Linked DNA regions of Sus scrofa: region 2 is linked to region 1. A link is a contact called in public HiChIP or PLAC-seq data. All regions are on one chromosome and are shown on one strand. Each heading gives the region's core, a stretch centred on a gene start, on an enhancer-like site or on the middle of the called end of the contact. The rest is flanking DNA. Distances are from core to core; before and after follow the strand shown.

Evidence for each region. HiChIP or PLAC-seq counts read pairs in DNA pulled down with a chosen protein or histone mark.
Region 2: a contact with region 1 is called in an H3K27ac HiChIP or PLAC-seq map of skeletal muscle. The contact joins two enhancer-like sites. A contact is called at or near these places in 2 of 47 Hi-C or Micro-C datasets (embryonic fibroblasts and epiblast stem cells) and 1 of 2 datasets of contacts at active chromatin or transcription factors (skeletal muscle).

Annotation. Positions count from the first base shown.
Region 1 is chr8:82,939,640-82,945,867 of Sscrofa11.1, forward strand. All of the region lies in intron 2 of SMAD1 (SMAD family member 1), which reads right to left. LOC102165892 (a long non-coding RNA gene) reads left to right here. Exons shown (of 8, transcript XR_002346753.1): 7 at 5,473-5,557. Among named protein-coding and RNA genes, the nearest start is that of SMAD1, 45 kb to the right of the region's middle. Within about 2 kb of position 1,877, at least 22 of the 83 cell types and tissues checked have an H3K27ac peak or open chromatin away from gene starts, as enhancers often do. A contact at or near this core is called in skeletal muscle, where this site is marked.
Region 2 is chr8:83,159,715-83,165,899 of Sscrofa11.1, forward strand. It overlaps the pseudogene LOC100524324. Among named protein-coding and RNA genes, the nearest start is that of OTUD4, 78 kb to the right of the region's middle. Within about 2 kb of position 2,112, at least 4 of the 83 cell types and tissues checked have an H3K27ac peak or open chromatin away from gene starts, as enhancers often do. A contact at or near this core is called in skeletal muscle, where this site is marked.

The sequences.
Region 1 (6,228 bases), core at 627-3,126:
GGCCAGGGATCCAACCTGTGTCCTCATGGATACCAGTTGGATTCGTTACTGGTGAGCCATGATGGGACTTCCTTGGATGGAATTATTAACAGGACACCCTGTCACTCTCAAAAGTGTCCTGGTTTGGGCAATAAACTTTATGGTCATCTGAACTATAAATAATAATGAATTAAATTCAGTAAAGATATGGGTCTGGGGTCTGAAAGTCCAAGAAAGTAGTCACGCGGCAGAGGAGAGACGTGCGGAAGCAAGTTGGCAGGTTAAGCCTCCACACCCCAGCTGCCCTAAGATGACAAGGCTCAGGTGCCTCTCTCTGGGCTGTGTGGCATCCCAAAGGACAGGCTCTGCTCTCTGCCACGTCTCCCCACCCCCACCCTAGTCCTGGCTCCTTCTCTTCAGCAATACTTCAATATGAAGATTTCTACTGGGGACAAGGAAAGAATCAATATGCAGAAGGACGATCTTATATTTAAACAAGCCTATGTGCAATTCTTCCTTCTTGTGTGAGAGGTTGATTATCCAGCTGCAAGAACTAGGATTTGCAAACTGTAGGCCTAACTCAAGTCAGATGTAGGAAGGGGGTGAGGCTGAGGAATGCCTTCCTCTTAATATCTCTTTCCATGTTTCAGTCTATTTCTATCCTAGGGAAACCAGAAACGTGGGAGCACTGACTCTTGTGGGGGCCCTTTTCCTCAGCACACTGATAAGGTCACTCCTACTTGGCAACTTGAGAGAATGACTAAAGCTGCCCTTTAAGGGCTGATCCCAACTGGCTGATTTGAATGATAAGAATCTCCTTTGAAAGAGGAGCCCCCTGTTAGAACCCTTCCTACACACACATAAATTGTTGACTGGAATCATTTAAAAATCAGACTTGAGTCAGTCCTATATTCTAAGAGTTCTAACCCTGGTTAAAGAAAACAAACCAACCCTGAGCTCTGCCACATCACCTCTTCATGTGCATCCTGGGGGCGGAGGGACGCAAGGAGGGCTCTGAGGGCATTCACCATACCTCTCTACCCACTGAAAAATCACTAATAATTGCTGTGTGTCTTTAAAAGGAGGAAGCTTTCTTCCTGCCTTTTCTTGACCTTTTGGGAGGAAAAAAGTCAGATTTCTGCCTCTTTTTTTGGTGATGTAAAACCTCCACTTTTCGAGGCATTTATGCATCTCTTTCTTTAAAAAATGTATCACTTTTCTAGTCTACAGAGAAACTAAACTAACAAGTGTTAGAAGGTATCTTTGTTTTAGGAAACATTTGTGATTCTGAGACTGGACTCAGCTTTTCTGGGTTACCGAGGCACAAGGAAAAGGAATGAAAAAGAAACAGCTAAAATGGGAGGGAGGGGCTGAGTTTTGGAAAGCACTCCCGCACACCCTCTAGATCTGAGACTCTGAATACTCTTTGCAATTCTATGACCAAGTCATCAGTGTAGTCTAGTGACCAGACTAAGGCTGAAAAGGTTGTGATCTGCCAAATGTTCATGAACAAGGTTTTGTTTTTTTGTTTTTTATTTTTCTCAAACAAAACACACAAGAGAGTTCTAATAACAAAGCTACCAGGTCTCTGCCTATGTTTATCCACAGAGACATGATAGCAAATAAGCCAGCTGTGACCCCATGGTACACAAATGCCCTTTAGCTCTGAAGACTCGGAAAACGAATTTAGGTAAGGGTCCAGAGGTCTGAGCTCTAGCTCTGGCTGCAATGATTATTACTTTTGTGACTTTGAGCAAGTCTCTCAGTTTCCTAGCATCTCAAATTCCAAGGGCCTTCCTGCCTGAAGCTGTGCCATCCGCTGACTGCTGCAGCTCCTGCCTTGGGGACATCTGGAGCCTCGGAGTTCAGTGCCAGCCCCCATCCCAGCGGGTTTCAGGTCAGCCAGTGAGGTCACCCATGAGCGGGAAGGTGGCTCAGAGCCAACGCCAACAGGAGGATGGCCTGAGAGTAGGTTCAGCATTTAAAAACAGGTCAGGTGGGGGCAGGAGGAGGGAGAGCAGGCGGCCAGGCTGCCAGAGCAGCTGTGCCCAGGATAGTATCTACCCTAGACAGATGTCCCCAGATACAGTGTGTGTTCAGTGACCTTCTAAACAGAAGCATTTCCAGGAGAGAGTGGAGGAGAGGGTAAGACCACTTAAAAGTTAATAGTATACGCACTCATGAAATAAAATGCCTTACCCTCAAGATACGTCCGAGAAAATACACTGAATGAAGAAAAAAGCGTCTCAGAACCTTCCACGGAGGTTAAATTTTAATGCAAACATAGCCCCAAATCCCTGAGAGGTGGCCCTTTATCTTTCTGCCTGCTTACTGGTGGGGCGGCAGAGGGAAGGTTTGCAGTGATATTAGATAACGTTCCCTGGGTAGCACATACACGCCCATTGAATACTGACCCCGGGCGAGGCTCTGGGTGGGCACGGCAGGTGTAAATGGGCAGCCATGGTCTCTGTGCACGTGGAGCTCACGGCAGATCCCTGAATTCTCTCAGCAGATGAGGAAGCGGGCCCAGCCCAGCTCTGGGACACGTCCAAGGTCACGCAGCTGCTGAGCCGAGGGCCAGAGTTTGGATCAAGGTCTGCTCATAACCACCAGACTACAGCACTCAGTGCCACAAAACTGAAAAGACAGAGTGGAGGTTGCTTTTAAAATTCTCTTTCCAGTCTTCGGTTGAATTTTTTTGAGGGACCATCTTTTTAAAAGTTACTGTGATTTTTGCCTAAAGGTAGCAACTTTGTATTTATTTTTGAGGAGTATATTAATTACTCTTGAGTAGAAATACATGAATGGAAGACAAATATATGAAGAAAAAAAATTTTTTTGTCTTTTTTTTTTTTGTCTTTTCTAGGGCCGCACACCCGCAGCATATGGACGTTCCCAGGCTAGGAGTCTAATCAGAGCTGTAGCCTCTGGCCTACACCACAGCCATAGCAACGCCAGATCTGAGCCAAGTGTGCGACCTACACCACAGCTCACAACAACACCAGATCCTTAACCGACTGAGCAAGGCCAGGGATCGAACCCGCAACCTCACAGTTCCTGGTCGGATTCATTAATCACTAAGCCACGACGGGAACTCCAGCGAAGAAAATTTAAACAGAGAAATGAACTGTATTCAATCAAAGTATCTGCAAAAATCTTCCATTTACCTTAAAAGGGCCTAAATCAACTTCTGAGAACCCAACCTCCTAGATAATCCAGGCCAATGAGTGTCCCTTTTTGTACCACAGACAAGTCCCCTGAAATACATCTTATCTGTGAGATTTATGCCTCCACAGGACATCCGCTAAGACTCCATAACCTACTGCAGATTCCTGTTCCCACCTATCTTTCGGGGTCACTGTCCTTTCAACCCTGCTCTTCACCCAGCTACCTCAAGCTTCTAGCAGTTTCCATCTGCTGGGTCATTCCTCCTGTACCTTTGCTCACTGACATACTTCCAAGTGTCAGTTCCAATGTCATCTTCTCCATGGGGTTCTTCTTGGTTTTTCTCCCCCCTCCCTCTCCAGTGGAAATGAACTCTTTGTGCCCCATTGCGGCTTAAATCATCGCAGCATCTACAACATTTTGTTGCTAATTTGACTTTACTTCCCCCAGACCATAAGCCCCTTGGGAGCAGAACTGAGTTTTCTTTCTTCTGTATCATCCAGTGCTCGGCATATAATAGGTCCCTAATAAATGTTTTCTCAATCAATGTATATTTGTGAATTGCATGACTCTTCTTGAACTGCTTGTTATAAGCTGATCAATATAGATCAGTCTTCCTCAAAGTACAGCCCTCAGGCTTTTGCATCTGAATTAGCCAGACACTTATTTAAAAGGCAGATTCCTGTACTTCACCCCAGACAAAGCAAATCAGACCTCCAAGTCGGGAATATAGGAATACAGCCTGGGTGGGGAAGATGAGGGGTACTTTATTTGTTGCCAACACAATCCCAGACCTCTTGCACCGTCTATGTCTCTAACCAGTTGTGGAACTTGAACTTAAATTTTCTCACCTGAAGTCAGATTTCTAGAAATCATCCCTTTTCACCTCTAAAACTCTATACAGTGTCCGTCTCAACTCTCAGATATTCAGATTAAATTGGAATAATATAGAGGAGGTCCTGTCGTGGCTCAGTGGTAATGAATCTAACTACTATCCATGAGGACTCGGGTTCAATCCCTGGCCTCGCCTGATGGGTTAAGTCTCCAGCATTGCTGTGAGCTGTACTGTAGGTCGTAGAAGTGGCTCAGATCCTGTGTTGCTGTGGCTGTGGTATAGGCCAGCAGCTATAGCTTCAATTTGACTCCTAGCCTGGGAATTTCTATGTGTCACAGGTGTGGCCCTTAAAAGCAAAAGGAAGGAAGGAAGGGAGGGAGGAAGGAAGGAAGGAAGGATTTTTTTTTTAAAAAAAGAAAAATATAGAAGAGACCAGCATGGCCTTATACTAATTTGAGAAGAAAATTCACAAAGTCTCCGGGTTTTGTGGTCAGGCGGCATGGTGCTAGGAAAAAGCATTGGCTTCGGACAAGAAGCCCAGGGTCCTTGTTGCATGAATTCAGGCATGAACCTGTTTCTCGGCAGGGCTATAAGGGACAAGCTCTAGGAGGTGGCATGTGGCCAGCTCTCAAATGCAAGCCCCTCCCTCCACCTCCTCTTCCATCCTTACCCAAGTTGCTTTCTTTTGCCAAGTATTTATTTGCTTAACTACCACAGACGGAAGGTGTGATGTTACTAGAGACTACATAGTTTGTTAGAGGTAGAAAAACTTCAGGGTGTCAGCTAAAAATACCAGGAGAGGAAAAAGTCCTTCCTAAGGCACACAGGAAGTTTAGCAACAGTTAGAGGTGGGTTTCAGTTGTGGACTTCTGAAGCTGGAGGAAGTCTCCTACAGTCATTTACTAGCCGACTGATGGGGAATTTAGTCTTTATGCCTCACTTCTTACCAGGAAAATGGGAATAGGAGTACTTCTTCCAGCTGTCTTTTTTATTTAATATTTATACTGTGCTTATATGTGCCAAGGGCTGTATCAGTCCATATCAAATGTTAACTCATTTTATCCTCAGAACAACTCTGATCTAGGCACTGCCATGACCTCCACTTTATATGGATGTTAAGTGGATATTACGGCAGAGGGAGATTAAGGAAGCTGCCTGTGAATATACAGCCAGGAACCAGTGGAGGCGGAATTCAAACAAGCAGGCTGGTTCCAGAATCTCAGCTCTTCACCACTGCCTGATGGTGTCTGGCAGGGTTGAGCAGGCTAGTTTTAACGAGGTCCTGGGTTATGGTCAGCACTCAGTGAGGAATAGCTACTTCTATACCTAAAGCCGTCCACCTAGCCTGCCTAATCATCTACCAGATGCTACTGATATGGAAATGGCCATCCCCAAGTGTCACACCAGGCAGCTTGGCTTCGTGTATAATTGCAGCTGAATGCCAATTAGTTTTCATTCCACGTTCAAATTTAATTCTGTTAAATATATTCCAGGAAACGGACACTTGCTGTCTAATGACGAAGATGGACCAATGGGACATAAATACAAATAAAATCTCCAGAAACATTTGAAGCACAGGTATGTGGACTCTCAATCTTCTTTTATCAACTCCCAATTCAAGCAGCTGGTGCATGTATGCATTTTGGATCAAATGCTCTACTACAGAAAAATTTGGATACCTCGCCCCTTTTGTCAGAGAGAAAACTGATTAAGGGGGAAAAAAGCAGCTTCTTTGGGGAAGCCGTAGTGTGATGGGTAGCAGCATGGATTTTGCTGTTAGACTGCAGTTTGAACACTGGCTCCCTCCTTGCAAGCCATGGGGCCATTTACCTAAACTGCATCTCAGTGGCCCTGGGGTGGGCACCTCTCTCTACATCTAACGGCTGCTGTCAGGATGAAATGAGAATACTTGTGAATCAATAAGCCCAGTGCCTGGCACTTAGAAGCATAAAAGTAGCTATTTTAACTGTTATTATTACTATTATTAATATTGTAAATATTGACTCTTGAAGAACTTGGGTTTGAACTGCACAGATCTGTATATATGGATTTTTTTCACTAAACATGTACTGTAGTACTATCAGATCCATGGCTGGTTGAATGAGGATGCAGAACCACAGACATGGAGGGCTGACTGTAAAATTACATGCAGATTTTCCTTTTCTTTTTTCTTTTTTTTTTCTTTTAAGGCCTCACTCACAGCACATGGAAGTTCCCAGGCTGGAGGTCAGCCACCGGCCCATGCCACA
Region 2 (6,185 bases), core at 862-3,361, 220 kb after region 1:
CAAAAATAGAAAGTAAGATTAAACACTCTCTGAAGAAAAAAAATATCAAAAACTGTTCTGGGAGCATGGAGGATGACTCAGGTTGAGTCCAGGCTACTATCCTCTACCGTCTCTGGAGACTCTTCTCAGTGAATCAGAACCACTTCTAAATGGAGAGGTTTCTGGAGTCCTGAGCACCAAATTTTAAAAACGATTTTTATTAGACTGTGGGAATTGGGTGATTTTTCTCTTTCCTCTTGGTAGTTTCTATATTTCTTGCATTTTTAGGTGAGCATCATTTTTAATAAAAAGGATAAAAGTATTAAAACTTAATAAGGATCAACAACTGTCTATTTTCAGAATAGGCACAGACCCATATTCTGTTTATCCATTCCAGAACAGGCCCTTGGTGTTGAAAGCACACCCCACTAAACCACACCCTGAGATAGTCCCTTTCCAGACTGATTCTGGGTTTGGCTGTATGACCTACTTTGGCCAATGGAATAATAGCAAATATGCTGCAGGCAGAGGTTTAAATAACTGTTTTCTTTCCTTTTTTTTTTTCCCTCCACACCTGAAACATATGGACATTCCTGGGCCAGGGGTCGAATTAGAGCTGCAGCTGCCAGCCTACACCACAACCACAGCAATGCAGGGTCTGAGCCACATCTGTGACCTACACCGCAGTTTGAGGCAAAGCTGGATCCTTAACCCACTGAGCGAGGCCAGGGATGGAACTCACATCCTCACGGACATCATGTTGGGTTCTCAACCCACTGAGCCACAACAGGAACTCCTAAATAACTGTTTTCTTGAAAAACCATGTTTTGGGTTGGAGATCAAGGCACATCTTTCCATAAGACGTTCATGTTTCTCTTAGTCAATGCAACCACCAGAGAGAAAGAGAAAGGGAGACGTTGTTTGCTTTTTTTTTTTTTTTTTTTTTTTTTTTTGCTTTTTAGGGTCACACCCATGGCATATGGAGGTTCTCAGGCTAGGGGTCAAATTGGAGCTACAGCTGCCGGTGTACACCACAGCCACCGTACCTCAGGATCTGAGCCTCGTCTGCCACCTACACCACATGTCGGATCCTTAACCTACCGACAGCCACACTCGATCCTTAACCCACTGATCGAGGTCAGGGATCGAACTCACAGCCTCATGGTTCCTCGTTGGATTCGTTTCTGCTGCGCCATGATGGGAACTCCGCATTTTTCTTTCACACATTTTTCATTTGCTAACACCTGAAAGTGTAAAAAAACTTCTCCAAGTGCCTCAGTAATTAAAAAGGAGTTAATATGCGAAGACCCAATAAGCTGAATATTTTTCTCAGTGGGTGGCCTTGCAAATACACACCCACAGAGCCGCTCTGATCTCGCCACCATATGGTCCTCATTTTCTGTATCTATTTCTATTTATGTTAACCCAAGAATTCTGCCACTGTAAGGCGGCTGACTAACCTTTTGCCCCTTGTTTCTCTCTTGCATGAAACACAGGGCTTAGCCTGAAACATTTCTTGGGTGCTGTTTCCTTCAGTTTTCCTCACATGGAAAAAAAAAAGGAGTTCAAGGCTAGGATGCTTAGTAAAAAATTACATTCGCATGATTATTTTCTTTTCAGTATTTCCATATCTCAGGATTGTCGAACTCCTTTTCCTTGTGTACGTCATTTATTTAAAGCCATCACCTTACTATCTCTTTTTCCTCCAAGGGAGCAAGCAAAGGATCCTAAACAGGTTTTGCACATAAAGAATCAGATTCAGTAAACAGTCCAGCAACTGCTGAGCGCCCACTGGGGGCCTCACTTCCCACTGGATGTTACAGGAAGTTATAAATGGTTCCTGAAACTGAGAAGCCTGCTGCCTGAGTGTCCTTGCGTTCCCCAGTCTCAGGGCGGGTGGGGACCGTGGGGACCTGGAGAGCACAGGCTTGGGCGGAAAGGGCAGCTGCTTCTCAGCCTCAGCCAACTGTCACCACGTGGAAATGAACGCCCTGTCTTGCCAGCTCTGCTCGATTTCCCCAGAAAGCTAGAAATCAAGATTTTTTTGTATGAACGCTCTCCCTTGAAAAAGTTGTCAACTAACAAATTCAAACTTTTTAGAAACACTGTGCGAGCCAAAAAAAATGTGCGGGCCAAATCGAATAAGTCTGCAGGCCTGGCTTGGCTTGTGGCCTGCCAGTCTGCACCTTCTGCTTTACATTATAAACTCCCTCCAAACTTAAAAATTCTTCCATTCAAAATGACTTGGTGACATTTATAATGATCCGTGTATATTTTCTGGAGAAAAACCTTCAATAAGGCTGCTTGTATGCAGATTCTAAACAGCAAAACCTGATATTGTGGTCATTTAGTACTACGGGGCAAAAGAACTTTTTGACAGAATTTTCTGCTTCTAAATAGTGTGCATATTATGTAGATGCCGCCTAAATTATGTACGGATCAAGTCTTAACATCATAGTTTCCAAGACTGAGTTTCTATCAGCATTCCCCCCCCACCCACCCACCACACAAAATGCTATCCCATAACAAAAAATGACCCCTGTTAAGGATTATTTTGGGTTCCTGCAGGATTATTATTGCTGGAAATAACAAGTGGTTGGCAAGGATGTGGAGAAACTGGAATCCTGGTATACTCTTGGTGGGAATGTAAAATGATGCCCCCGCTATGTAAACAGTACAATGGTTCCTCAAAAAATTAAAAATAGAACTATCATATGATCCAGCAGTTCCACTTCTGAATTTATATATATATCCAGAAGAATTGAAAGTAGGGTCTCAGAGAGATATTTGCACTCCCATGTCGATCGCAGTGTTACTCACAATGACCAAAAGATGGGAGCAGAGTTCCCATCATGGCTCAGCAGAAACGAATCCGGCTAGTGTCCATGAGGATGTAGGTTTGATCCCTGGCCTCGCTCAGTGGGTTAAGGATCTGACAGTGCCGTGATCTGTGGCATAGGCCAGTGGCTACAGTTCTGACTTGACCCCTAGGCTGGGAACCTCCATATGCTGCAGGTGTGGCCCTAAAAAAACAAAAACAAACAAACAAACAAAGGTGGAAGCAACCCAAGTGTCCATCAACAAATGAATAGATAAGCAAAATGTGCATATACACACAATGGAATGTTATTCAAGGAACTCTGGCACGTGCTACAACTTGGATGAACTTTGAGGACATAATGCTGCGTGCAATAAGCCAGTCACAAAACGACAAATACTGTATGATTCCACCTATATAAGGTAACTAGAGTAGTCAAATTAATAGTAACAGAAAGTAGAATAATGATTGCCAGGGGCTGGGAGGAGGCAGAAAGGGGTAGTTGTTGTTTAAGTGGTGAATTAACCAGGGTTCTCCAGAGAAACAGAACCAATGTGATGTTTATAGACATCGAGATCTAGCTGAAGGAAATGGCTCATGAACTTATGGAGACTGGCAAGTCCAAAATCTGTAGGGTAGACCCTCAGGCTGAAGACCTAGGAAAAAGCCGAAGTTGCAGTTTAAATCTGAAGACTGGCCGTGGACAGAATTCCTTCTTATTTGGGGAGGTCAGTCTTTTATTCTATTCAGGCCTTCACGTAGTTGGATGAGGGCCGGCCACATTGAGGAAAGCAGTCTGCTTTACTCAAAGTCAACCAATTTAAATACAAATCCCATCCAACAACACTCTCAAGGAAACATCCAGAATGTTTGACCAAATAGCTGGGTACTGTGTTCTGGTCAAGTTGACACATAGCCGTCGCAATGTGCATAGAGTTCCAGTTTTACAGGATGAAAGGCTCTGGAGACTTGTTGCATACCAATGGGAATATACACAACAGCACCGAACTTTAAGATGGTTAAGATGGGGAGTTCCCATCATGGCCCAGCAGAAACGAATCTGACTAGCATCTGAGGATGCAGGTTCGATCCCTGGCCTTGCTCAGTGGGTTAAGGATCTGGTGTTGCCATGAGCTATGGTGCAGGCTGCAGACTCTGGTGTGGCTGTGGCTGTGGCATAAGCCAGTAGCTAAAGGACTGTTTCGACCCCTAGCCTGGGAACCTCCATATGCCATGGGTGTGGCCCTAAAAAGACAAAAAATAATAATAATAATAAGATGGTTAAGATGGTAAATTTTGCTATGTGTATTTTACCACAAGTGAAAGATGTTCTGTAGATCTTTTGCTCCTGTCTGTGGCACCAGTGGGATGGGCAAGTGTCAAGGTCCGCATATGGCCAGGAAGCTCTGCAGCCACAAGGACTGGCCCGTCAGGACCAGAAGGGGCATGATAACCCATTTAGGCACAGCCCTGAAGGTCAGCCCCTTTGGAGGCATTTCACAGGCAAAGAGAATTTTACTAGAAGAAGTCAGCGTTGAAGCCAAACAGGTAAATTCTGCCATCAGGAAGTGTTTCAGGGACCAGCTGGTCAAGAAGAGAAAGAAACTCACAGCTTTCATATCTGATGATGGTTGCTTGAACTTTATTGCAGAAAAAGATGATGTTCTGGTTGCTGGATTTGGTTGCAAAGGTCATACTGTTGGAGACATTCTTGGAATCCATGTTAAAGCTGTCAGAGGAGCCGGTGTCTCTGTCTTGGCTTTATGAAAAGGCAAGAAGAAAAAAACCAAGATCGTAAGTGGTAATAGTGCAACATGGTGATGGTAAACTCTCATATACCATATATATATTTGAGAGAGACATTTCCTTTCACAAAATACCAAAAGAATTATTTTCGTAAGGGATGTTAGAGTACAAATTGGACTATATTTTAATAGGGTCTTTTTTAAAAAAAATTCCTCATATCTATAGCAAACGTCTATAAAAGTTGAGAGTAAATTACTATATTTCAGAAAAGCTATTTCCAGGGGAAGTTAAGATTGCCTTCTAGTTATATTGCTTCCTGGGGATATGATTTTCCTCAGGGACAGAGCATGGAGAGTAAGAGAAACAAAAGCTAATACGTGCCTTTGATTGTTACCCTCAAATAACAAACTTTCCAACAGAAGGGTTGGTAATAGCAGTCATAGGCACGGCTAGTTATGTGATTAAATAGCTATAATTTTAGTATTTTGGTGAATATTGCTGTGTACACAAGAGGTTAAGATTTGATCTATAGGGTCACCGGATCCATGATTCCAGTCCATTTCAAATAGATTTTCTGACATTTTATGCTCATACTTGGGGATTCTTCACAAGGTAAGTGAGGTATCATTAAAGGACTATCATGGCCATCTTTTTGTGGGTGTGTGTGTGTGTGTATTAGGGCCACACCCACAGCATATGGAATTTCCCAGGCTAGGGGTCCAATCGGAGCTGTAGCCGCCGGCCTACACCACAGCCACAGCAATGCAGGATCCAAGCTGCATCTGCGAACTACATCACAGCTCAGGGCAACACCGGATCCTTAACCCACTGAGAGAGGCCAGGATCCAACCCGAAACCTCATGGTTCCTAGTCAGATTTGTTAACCACTGAGCCACGACAGGAACTCCTTTTTCTTTTCTTTTCTTTTTTTTTTTTTTTTTTTTTTTTTTTTTGTATTATGGAGATCTTGACTTGAGACTCAAGGTCATTCATTCAAGTTTCTATATGTCAGAGAAGTCTTTCAAGTGCAAGTTTCTAAAACTCAAACTTAACGAATGTGACAGGAAGCCTCCCTTCTCTGGTCCTACCATAATGTAGCCACTAGTTTATCCTGTTAGCAACATTATATGAGTAATAATAGCTTTGGTCCCAATGCCAAAGGTCAAGGTATGATCACGGTAGTAAAATAATTACCAATTATAATGTAAAAGGCAATAGTAATTCTAGCTACTCTAAATCCCATAGGAAAGATCAATTTACTTTTTTGTAATTTGGGGTTTTTTTGTTGTTTTTCTTTTTTTAAATATTTGGTATTGACAGTTTCTCCAATAACTTCTTCCCTGCCCCTGAAATTAGTGAGTTAAATAAAGGAGACAATTATTGCTGAGGCAAGAAGTGAGCTTTCCTTCTCCACAAGAAGGCCACCCCTGGACAAGCCTTCCAGTCTCCAGGAAAAGCTCTAACTCTTTGAGAAGCTCATTTAGGCCTAAGTGGAGCAGCTCCACTGAGGTGATGACAGAGGTGCTGGCTGAAATGCTGAGCTCAGCTCATTGCAAGTTCAGATTTTTGAGTCTCCCTGTTTTGAAAAGGAATTTATTATTTTCTTTCATTTTTACTTCACTAAAAAAAAATCCTCAACTAT